Linked DNA regions of Sus scrofa: region 2 is linked to region 1. A link is a contact called in public HiChIP or PLAC-seq data. All regions are on one chromosome and are shown on one strand. Each heading gives the region's core, a stretch centred on a gene start, on an enhancer-like site or on the middle of the called end of the contact. The rest is flanking DNA. Distances are from core to core; before and after follow the strand shown. Region 1 overlaps CSRP1 (cysteine and glycine-rich protein 1). Region 2 overlaps NAV1 (neuron navigator 1).

What was found. HiChIP or PLAC-seq counts read pairs in DNA pulled down with a chosen protein or histone mark.
Region 2: an H3K27ac HiChIP or PLAC-seq map of skeletal muscle shows a contact between it and region 1. The contact joins two enhancer-like sites. A contact is called at or near these places in 1 of 5 promoter capture datasets (fetal skeletal muscle) and 1 of 2 datasets of contacts at active chromatin or transcription factors (skeletal muscle).

The regions. Positions count from the first base shown.
Region 1 is chr10:23,850,756-23,856,260 of Sscrofa11.1, forward strand. It overlaps CSRP1 (cysteine and glycine-rich protein 1), which reads right to left. Exons shown (of 6, transcript XM_003357676.4): 2 at 3,177-3,289. The coding sequence starts at 3,288. Among named protein-coding and RNA genes, the nearest start is that of CSRP1, 11 kb to the right of the region's middle. Within about 2 kb of position 2,101, at least 39 of the 83 cell types and tissues checked have an H3K27ac peak or open chromatin away from gene starts, as enhancers often do. A contact at or near this core is called in fetal skeletal muscle and skeletal muscle, where this site is marked.
Region 2 is chr10:24,079,596-24,084,517 of Sscrofa11.1, forward strand. It overlaps NAV1 (neuron navigator 1), which reads left to right. Exons shown (of 31, transcript XM_021064517.1): 13 at 1,916-1,968; 14 at 2,697-2,774. Among named protein-coding and RNA genes, the nearest start is that of IPO9, 28 kb to the right of the region's middle. Within about 2 kb of position 3,361, at least 19 of the 83 cell types and tissues checked have an H3K27ac peak or open chromatin away from gene starts, as enhancers often do. A contact at or near this core is called in fetal skeletal muscle and skeletal muscle, where this site is marked.

The sequences.
Region 1 (5,505 bases), core at 851-3,350:
TTCTACCAAATCACGCTAAGCAAAGTCCAAAAAAAAAACAAGGTGATAGATTAGCGATGTGCGTTTGTGGGGAACATGCACTCCAGAAGCACAGAAAAGAGGGGCCCCAGGGGAGGCCAGTGCCCCCTCAATCCACCCCAAGACAGAGAGCGATTCGCTGCTTCTGGAAGAAAAACCAAGGCCCATCAACAAAGGCCCCAGCTCACAGAACTGGCCAGAGCCCAGCCTGACCTCCAGCCAGGTTCTTTTCTGCCAGCCAGGCACCCCTTTCAGGTGAGACAATCATGAGACCAGGAAGGTGACAGGATGCTGGTGGGGGGTCTCCGGGGCTCTTGGGAACAGCCCCCGTCCAGCAGCCACCCCCTGGGGTGAGGCCAGACCAGCTCTGTTTCCCACAGGGCTGAGCTGCCCCAGGACAGCTGTTGCAGCTCCAAGACGGCACGTGGCCTCAGGGCAGGTCCCCAAGAGCTGAGCCCTCCTGCGTGCTGATGGGGACCGGCTGGCCCTTCTTGGGTGAGCCCAGGGCAGGGACTGCTCCCCCACTGTCTATGGCAGCAGCATCCTGGGCAACCAGGGCCCCAGAGAAGGGACACGGGTGCCAAGCTGAGCAGGACCCAGAGCCAAGCACCAGAGTGGTCAGCAGACCTTCTCTTGGGGACTCACCCGGGCCTGGCCAGCAGGGAGCTAAGGTCCCTAAAGGCACCCCGGCCCAACCCTACTGGCCTTTCTCCTCCTTAGGACGGAAGGTCCAAACTCAGGGGGACTCCGAACTCCAGCTGGACGCCAAACCCACTTCACTGAGAGAAGCCACCTCCCTCTACACATAAACAAATCTGCATGTCCAAGGCTGTGCTGGGCCCTGGGGGTCCCCAGGTTTCTAGATGCTCAGACCCTGACATGGTCTAGGCCTGGTGCCCAGAAGCCACGGGGACCCCGAGAAGCAGGACACTGTCCTACAGCCCCATCTCATCTTCTATAACTGTTTCTGATCATCCACACCCCGCCACCCCACGGTCCCAGGCCTGCTATTCCTTCCCGTGCTTTCCCTGCACACAAGTGGGGCTGCAGGCCTCCAGGCCCAGCTGGCCCCTTCCAGTCCCTGATCAAAGCAACGCTGGAGAGCACAGAGGGGTCCTTAGGGCCAGCAGCCAGTCTGGGCCTCTCCCCAGCCAGTGCCAAGCCCTTTATTCTCCCTGGAAAAATAAACAGCTTGATAATTCCTGAGTGTGGTGAACTGCTGACTACATGACGCTGCTGCTCAGCCTCTGCTGCGGGCCGGACGCCAAAGGCTCCACCAAAGCTCACTGACCACCCGCGCAGCAGACGCGGCCCTTGGTCTGTCTCCGGGGTGGACAGCAGGTTGTGGGCCCTGGCTGCTGGCGCTGGGCGGTGGCTCCCAGTGGTCACCCAGCAGCAGGTAGATCTGGCAAACATCCCAGAGCAGGTGGCCCCGCTGCCCGGATCCTGCTCTGGAGCACGATCTCCTGGAAACAGCACAGCCGGGCTCTCCCAACGCTGCGCATGTGAAGCAGGGTGGATGGGCCGATTCCCAGGCCCCCGATGGGCCAGCTGTCAGCCCCTGTGAGTGTCCCCTGAGCCACGCCAACTAGCTATGCATCTGTCGGCGCCGTGTGTGTGTGTGTGTGTGTGTGTGTGTGTGTGTGTGTGTGTGTGTGGAGGGGCTATGTTACTGAGCACTCGCAGCTGCTCTGAGCACTTGGTCTGCTGTCCGAACCCCTCTCAGGTTAATTCTCACGCCCCTGTCCCTGTGTGGTGGGCGTTGTTATCTCCCTATAACACTAGAAAATTGCCCATCATCACACAGATAAAAACAGACTCACATTCAAACCCTGACCCACTGGTTCTAAAGCCTGGGGCTAAACACATTCCCTGCCCCCGACTCTGCTGGCTCCAGGAAAACACAGCCAGACCCGGGCTCTGTCCCAGTGACCCCATCATTCAGGAATCTAGGGGGGGGCCCCTCTGGCCAGCACTTCCTGGGTGCCCTGAACACCCGCGCAGGCCAGGCAGCAGCCAGCGCAGCCTTTCCGCCTCTGCGTTCCTGGGCTGCCTGGTGCCTGGGATCCAGACTGTGACTGGAGCAGGTCACGCCCTGGGTTGTCAGGATGCTGGCAGAGATTTTCCCGCTCACCATCCTCTCACCTGGGAAGTGAGAAAGCAGATGGCTGGCCGCAGGGAGGAGGGATGGAGGGACCGAGGGTCAGGGACTCGGCTTCCCCGTGAGGCCCCTGCCTCTGCTGCCTAAAATTTTTTTAAAAAAATTTTAAATAGCGGAAGTACAATATTATACAAGCTCAGGTGTACAATTCGCTATTTTTAAAGGTTACACTTCACTTATAATTATTATACAATACTGGCTCTATTCTCTGTGCTGGACAGTATGTCTTGGTGGCTGATTTACATATTTATAGGTGGTCCTGTGTACTCCTTAATCCCCTCCCCCACCCCCCCTTTCCCTCCCCGCTCCCCACAGGTAACCACTACTTTGTCCTCTGCATCTGTGATTCCTGCTGAGATTTATTTTATTTATTTATTTATTTATTTTTATTTTTTGGCTTTTTAGGGCCGCACCTGCGGCATATGGAGGTTCCCACGCTAGGGGTCGAATCAGAGCTACAGCTGCCAGCCTACACCACAGCCACAGCCATGCAGGATCTGGGCCGCGTCTGCGACCTACACCACAGCTCACAGCAGGGCCAGATCCTTAATCCACTGAGCAAGGCCAGGGATCGAACCCACAATCTCATGGTTCCTAGTCAGATTCGTTTCCACTGCACCACGATGGGAACGCCCCTACTGCGATTTAAACATGGGATAAGAAGCTGAAACTCTGAACTACAAGCGTCTTCCTCTTCAGTGATGGGACTGTGGCAGAGAGAGCAGAGAAAGTGAGTGGAAAGTTTTCCTCCCGGCGTTTTCAGGGCTTGGCCCTGCGCGTCCATCCCCGCCCACCAGCTCGGGCCAGATCACCCTGTTAGAAAATAAGCTTCTGAGGGAACAAAGAGGTCCTTAAGTGTTTTCCTACCCAGCTGCACTTCAGCCAAATGTCAAGCTGTTTATATCCCACAGGGCCAGTTCTCAGGGGGTGTTGACAGGCCCGTCTGGTCCCCATGACAACAGCCGGGGCAGGGCGGGGCGGGGCGGGGACTACTCACTGCACAGGAAGCAGGATTTGTGGAAGCTGCTGCCTTCGCACTGAACCTCTTCGGCAAAGTACACCGTCTTCTGGCACACCCCACACCTCTTGCCTCCTCCCCAGTTCGGCATTCTGAAACCGGACACAGAGATGACAATGAATATTGCAGGGAGACAGATGCACAGACCACCCAGAAACGGAGCGCCAGGGACACAGGCGGAGGAGACCGCTGGGGGGTGGGCGGGGGCAGAGCTGGGGGCACCACCTCCTCCAACCACGACGTTCACGGAGCAACTGCGGTGGAGCCCAGCGCCAGGCACACACATAAAGGATGCGAAAGACCTATAAGATTCAGGCCTCAGCGGCACTCGCATCCACACGCACGCATCTCGCAAAGATGAACGTGGGGCAAAAGAAGCAGAGAAGCTAGAACTCCTAAAACGAAAAGTATTTGTGTCGGGTCCACAAGCAGCCAACATTTCATTTATTTTTTGCTTTTGTCTTTTTAGGGCCACACCTGCGGCATATGGAGGCTCCCAGGCTAGGGGTCAAATCAAGAGCTGTAGCCGATGGTCTATAACACAGCCACAGCAACGCCAGGTCAGAGCCGCATCTGTGACCTACACCACAGCTCACAGCAATGCCAGATCCTTAACCCACTGAGCGAGGCCAGGGATCGAACCCACACCCTCATGGACACTAGTTGGGTTTAACTGCGGAGCCACGATGGGAATTCCCAGAATTTATTATGTCAAGGGATGAACACATGGGCAGAAATGTCATAAAGAAAAGCAAGGGAACGATAACCACCAACCATTGTCTTAGATCCGTCACCTCGGAGAGAGAAAAAGTGTGGGGGCTGCCAGGGCACCGGCAAGGTATGGGCACCATGCGGGGTTCCCTTTCTAACTAGTCTTTAAACTACATACGGCGGTTTTATACACTCTTCTGGATATAACACAGAGCTCACCAAAGCATGTTATAAAGCGGAAGGCAGGCACACAGGGCACAGTTCTCAAGCTTTAAGGTCCGTTACAATGAGGGGGCATGGGGTGCTTTTGCAAAGTCAGATTTGCCAGCATCACCCAGACCCAGTGAATCATGACCTACAAGGATGAAGTTCAAGAACGTGAATTTATTTTCCTTTTTACAGCTGCACCTGCAGCATATGGAAGTTCCCAGGCTAGGGGTAGCATCAGAGCTGCCATCTGCAACCCCCTGACTCTCTAGCTGCCGGCACAACCCTGACCCCAGGAGGGTGGGCTCTGGAGCCTGTCCTAGTGTCCAGCATTTCCAAGACTTGTGCCCTGGGGTGTGGGCATCTCCTGCAGCCACAGCCCTTGCCCCCCGCTTCCCCACACCCCAAGCCCTCCTGTACTGGCCATACAGCCTGTCCCATGGACACGTGCCCTTGAACTTTGAATTTTCTCCTGTTCCTCTGACTCAGGTCAACTCAGCTCTTTTCCAGCCAGAAGAGCCACAAGCGTGGGGGGAATTTCCTCCTCCCGACCGTGGACATGGGCTCAAGAAGAGGATCCAGCCCAAGACCTGTGTGCACCTGTCTACAGGTGTTCACACAGGTGTTCCATAAATCCGATACTTTGGTGCTGAGAGCCACAGTGGGGCTGCGCCCTCCATCTCTGCAGAGCCCGGGACTAGCAGGACCCTCGGGGGTGGGGGGGTGGGCTCCAAGGGGTCTCCCATGGCTGGACTATCCCCGAGACTACAGAGATCTCCAGCATGGCTTTGTCAGGAGGAGAACTTCCCTCCTTCTGCTGTCCTCCCACGTCCTGAAACTGGGGTTCCCTCTGGCCGCACCCCAGTCCTTCTCTTCCCCCCAGTCTCCTGAGGTCCCACTGCACCTATGGTCCCTGCTGCTGAGCACGTCCATTCCTCCATCACTGACCTGAACCCCTCGTCGGAGCCCAGACTCGTGTCTCCCATTTCAGGGGAGCATCTCCACCTGGATGGCCCGTGAGCACCTGACTGCAACACCTGAACCCATTACCTTTCTCTCCAGCTTGTTCCGTCTCCTGACTTGTCCATTTCTGCTGCGGGAGCCACCGCCACTCTCTCCATCACGAAAGACTCTTACCCCAGACCTAGAACGGGGAGATACTTCCTCTCCCTCAGCGGCACCTGCTCTGCACTCCCCTTTACTGCTCCCCCCAAGCCCAGAGGAGCACCCCCAACACCCTCTGCTCCCCCCACGTCCCACCACCTGATCCGGCCTCACCAGCACCTCCACCCAGCCGGCCCCCAACAGCCCCCTTGAAGGGGGCGCCACGCTCCAGTTCCTTCTCCTCGGTAACCACCCCAGTGTTCAGCCAGGGCACAGGGCCTGGACC
Region 2 (4,922 bases), core at 2,111-4,610, 230 kb after region 1:
GGCCTTTATGGAGCCCTCATGGGTGTAGACACGAGGAGCAGGGCACCCCCCCCACCAATGCTCTCACCTGCTCCGACCTTCAGGCAGGGCACGCTGCTGGCAGAACCCGCCCTGGAAGGCGAGCTTGGTGGGAGTCCCGCCCCACTCGGCACCCGGCCTCCTTCTCTCTTGCTTCATTCGGATCTGAGTCTTGCTCTGAGCTCTCAGGCCTCCCGGCCACCAGTTGTCTATCAGGAAAACACCGCATCCCACGTCCGGCCTCTGGCACATCCCAGGGTGTGACGGCTCCGGCCACAGGCCTGAGGGAAGGGCTTTCACGGGGCCACGTTCCTGGCCCTTTGTCCAGAGCTGGGCCTTCCAGCAGGGCTTGCGCTCCCAGGGGAGACGCTCAGACCCACTGCCCCTCCCCCGCCCCCCCCATCGCCTCTGTTCCTGGCTGGGGACCGACCGCTGATGCCCCTGCCTCTTTTCCTGCCCTCTCCCCCCGTCCCCTCCCCCGCTCTGTCCTTCCAGTGAGTCCCACTGCGGCCACCACGCCAAGAATCACCCGCTCCAACAGCATCCCCACCCACGAGGCGGCCTTCGAGCTGTACAGCGGCTCCCTAATGGGGAGCACCCTGTCCCTGGCCGAGAGACCCAAGGGGATGATTCGGTCGGGATCCTTCCGGGACCCCACGGACGATGGTGAGACCTCATGCCAGCGCGGTTCACGCTCATTCCAGCTCTGCTGGGTCCCCCGGCCCGCCCACCGCTGCCGTCACCACACATGGACAATTCACAGGACATCCAGTTGGGCCATTTCAGCTCTTTCTTCCCATCCCTTTGGAGGGTCTGGGGGCCCCAAAACCTTGGGTGGCTCCGTCTAGCTCGGGGGCAGAGGGGGAACAGCATGGAGGGCTAGATGGCGCTCTGAAGCCACAGCCCTCATCCTCCCAGCTTCAGAGGACAGGGATGCAGAGGTGGCTCTTAAACCCTTAAAAGAATTAGGCATCTCATTCCTCTTTCAAGAAGGTTCCTGGGAGTTCCCCTTGTGGCCCAGCTGGTTAAGAACCTGACATAGTGTCTGCGAGGATGTAGGTTCAATCCCTGGCTTTGCTCAGTGGGTTCAGGATCCCACGTTGCTGTGGCTGTGGTGTAGGCTGACAGCTGCAGTTCCTATTCAACTCCTAGCCCGGAAAATTCCATGTGCCACAGGTGCGGCCTTAAAAAGAAAAAAAAAATGTCTATGGCGTCCCCTGGTGGCCTAGTGGTTGAGGATCTGGCGTTGTCACTGCTGTGGCTCAGGTTCCATCCCTGGCCTGGGAACTTCTGCATGCCAGGGGCACAGCCAAGAAAAAAAAACAATGTTCTGAAGACCAGCTTGAGGTTGGCCTGCTGGGTGTTGGTGCCAGAGCTGAGCCCGGCTTTCTGGGGGTTAGACGTGCGTGACTGTGGGACGCTCATCGCTCATGAGGGTTTGCCTGGCACACGGGCTCTGGTCCTCTCTGTGGGGCTGCTGTTCTGATGCCTGGAGAATCAGAAGGCGTGTTTTGCATTTGGGAGCTTTTTCGTCTGTGTGGTCCCCACTGCAAAGAGGAGGCAGGACCGAGGCTCTGTTCTGAGCAGCTCTGAGGAAAAGCTGCCTCTTCCGCAACAGAAGTGCTTTCCTGAGGGGGGAGGAAGTGACGCCTGACCAGGAGCATGTCCTTCCCCTCCCCCTTAACCCTTGTGCGCCCCCCCCCCCCCCCGGAGCAAGGGAGAGCGGAGAAAGCCGGCTGGAGGAGGCTGGCTCTGCTGGACTGCGCGCGTGCACATGCGCAGCTGGGCCCCCTGTTCGTGCTCGCTCTCTGCAGAATCAGAACCCCAGTCCCGTCCTTAGGGCTCTTCCTGGACCCCTAGCCCTCTGTTAACCCTTCGTGTTCTGCTTCTCTTGCAGTTCACGGCTCAGTGCTGTCCTTGGCCTCCAGCGCCTCCTCTACCTACTCCTCAGTAAGCAAGCCCCTCCATCCCCACACTGCACCCGGGACCCTCCTGGGGGTGGGGGCTCCTGGAGCTTAGAGCACGTGGTGGGCCCTTCTGGACCTCAGTGGCCTCCCCACCACTTCCTGAGCAAGTCTGGTGCCTTCTGAGCCCCTCCTTCGAAAGCGGAGAACAGTCCTTGTAGGGCTGTTCGGTGCCAGCCAGAGGGCAGCGTCCCCAGCCAGGTGACATGAGGGGGGGGGTCTCTCCAGGACTCCAGAGCCCAGCAGTGTGGGGAACCCTCCCAGTGCTCCTGGTGGCCTGGGCCGTGAGGGATGGTTGATCCTGAGGTCCGTTCTGGCCCTAACACCTACGCCTTCAAGTTGATGGCCATAAGGATGAGCTTCAGATCAGCCGGTTTCATCTGCCAGCCTTCTTGGCAGCGACAAGCTCCAGGGAGGGCTTTGTTAAACCGCGGTCTGGGGTCCGAGCCCACCTGTGAGGAGGATCCAGGGCCCGGATGCAGGTCTCAGCCGCTTGGCGTGCCCCAGGCCCCCTCCCTTGAGCTCTGTGCGCTGCCTTCTCCACGGTAACCGCCTCTCTCCCCCTCTGTGCTCCCTGCTTCAGGCTGAGGAGAGGATGCAGTCCGAGGTAGGGAGCCAGCTGTTGTCTCTGCTTGTCGCCATCACCGCCCCCGTCGCCTTCCAGAGCTTACACTTCTTCCGCCACCGTCAGTTCGTATCCCCTTCCTTTCACAGCAAATCCGGAAGCTGCGGAGGGAACTGGAATCGTCCCAGGAAAAAGTGGCCACCTTGACGTCCCAGCTTTCGGCCAACGTGAGTGCCCAAAAGCAGGGCAGCTGGTTGGGCCCCAAATTAGGGACGTTCAGCCAGAGGAGAACCGGCTGCTTCGGCGTCCTGTGGGCTTTGATCCCAGGGGAACAGAGGATTTGGGGATTGGCGCGTCTTCCCCGGAGCCCCGATGTTTAGGAAGCACCATTTTTACCCCCACCCTAATTCACAGGTGTGGGTGAAGTCACGTCCAGTGGCCTTTGAGCGTCTGGGTTCTCAGTGGTTCTGGGTGGAGGTGACAGAATTAGTTATGGGTTAGTATTATCCATCCCCAGAACCCTCTGCCTCTGCCCAGGGGTACATTCGTGCCTTTGTCATACCCACGTGTCCGGACAGGCACAGGCACAGAGCTGGGTGTTGGAGCCCCGTCTGGCCCCTGTGACGGGGCGTAGGGGCCCGGCCCCACCTCCCCGGCCCCTTGGCCCTCACTTCAAGTGGGGGCCAGCATGCTTTGTGGCTGTCTTCACTGAGAAGGAGTTTCTTCTTGGTGGCCTCTCCGCCCCACGGGATGGGGAGACATGAAGCTGCCTCCCCGACGAGGCGGCAAACAGGACATAGGAGCCCTTTTCCCCCAAAGCTGTAAACAACAGCTGAGCCGGATCTGCTGGCGCTGGCTCTCCAAGTGTTTGCACAAAGTAACCATGTCTGCAGCTTCCGCAGGCCTTTCTGGCTTTCTTCTCTCCCCTTCCTCCCTGGGGGGCCCAGCTGTCAGGCCTGGTCCCCAGCCCAGACTCAGGTAGCATTTCCACTGTATTTCAGCAGCAGTTTCCTCACCACAGTGGTTCTTCTCTTTCCCCCAAACTCTCATTTGTACACTTATCAGCTTGTATGAAGTTCACCCCAAGTCCTTAAAACTACGATTGGGGACCTATAAGAATTGTAATCGAGTCAAGATACATCTTTTCTCTCCCTGTGCCCCACCCCCAAGGCTGGGAAATTGGGAGGCGGAGTGAGGGGGGCAGAGGCCCCCCCCCCGACTCATTTGCACTCAGCCTCCTGCTGGTGAGACTGGGCGGGAGCCCAGAGGATGGGTTCAAGGGTGACTCTCTTAGGACAGGAAGAGAACAGGCTGAACCCGCAGACCCGCTGGCCTGGATTTTGGATGCAGGCTTTGACTGAGGGTCAGAGCCCTGCCTCCAAGCCGGGGCTGCAGCGCAAGGACCCCCACTTGTTCTCAGGATCCTTGACTGCAGACCTTGTGCCCTGTTCCCCGGACTCCCCAGCTGTCCGCCCTGGGGCACCTTCCAACCCCTACCCCAGATGCCAGCCTCCTTCCAGCACCTCGGCCAAGCCCTGAGGTCATCCAGGCCCCTCTGGGGCTGGGGGTGGTGGTGGCAGCACCCCCAGAGGAGGGGGAGCCCACTCGGCAGGAGGCCAGCACGGAAAAGCCCTCAAGAAGGGGGTGACCTGAGGCCAAGAAGGCACGGACTCCCTGGACCAGAGACGCCTCCCTCAAGCTGTGTCCCCAGGGTGGTGGTTGGAAACTGGAGTTGGCCACAGGGAGGCAGAACCTCTGGGGACGGGAAGCAGTGGGGTCACAGTGTCCCTCACTTGCTGGGTCACCGTCTGCTTGGTGCCCTCACTGATGGCTGTTCCTCCTTCTGAGCACGCATCTGCCTCTCTGGTCCCAAGCCGATAGAGCTGGATGGAGCTCCAGCCCACCTTCCCCTACCTCCCCCAGGTCCCTGGGGCGGCTCTCGAGGCAGGCCCGCCACCTAGTGTCCAGACTGCAGAATTGCTCTGAATCCTCCGCCCCCCCCCCCCCCCGCACCCACAGCTGCTCCAGCCCCCCAAAAGGAGCCCCAGGAAATGGTCAGGGAAGGAGCTTCAAAACACAATACGATTGAGAACCGAGGTCCCTGGGTGCAAGGGGGGCGATATGCCACACCCTTTCCATGGGGGTGGGGTGATGGAGCCCTGAGGCCAGCCCACAGGTAACAGCCACAGCCCCAGGGGGGATGGCCTTCCCTCGGAGCAGAGGGGCCATCCCACCCCCTGCCAGCCATGGGGCCAGGTCTCCAGAGCCTCCAAAGACCTGCCCCGCCCTGATGCAGTCTAGGCCACCTCACTGTTGGAGAAGCTGAGCCCCAGGAATTCCCTTCAGGCCAGAAAGGGAAATTCGTGTTCCGAAGC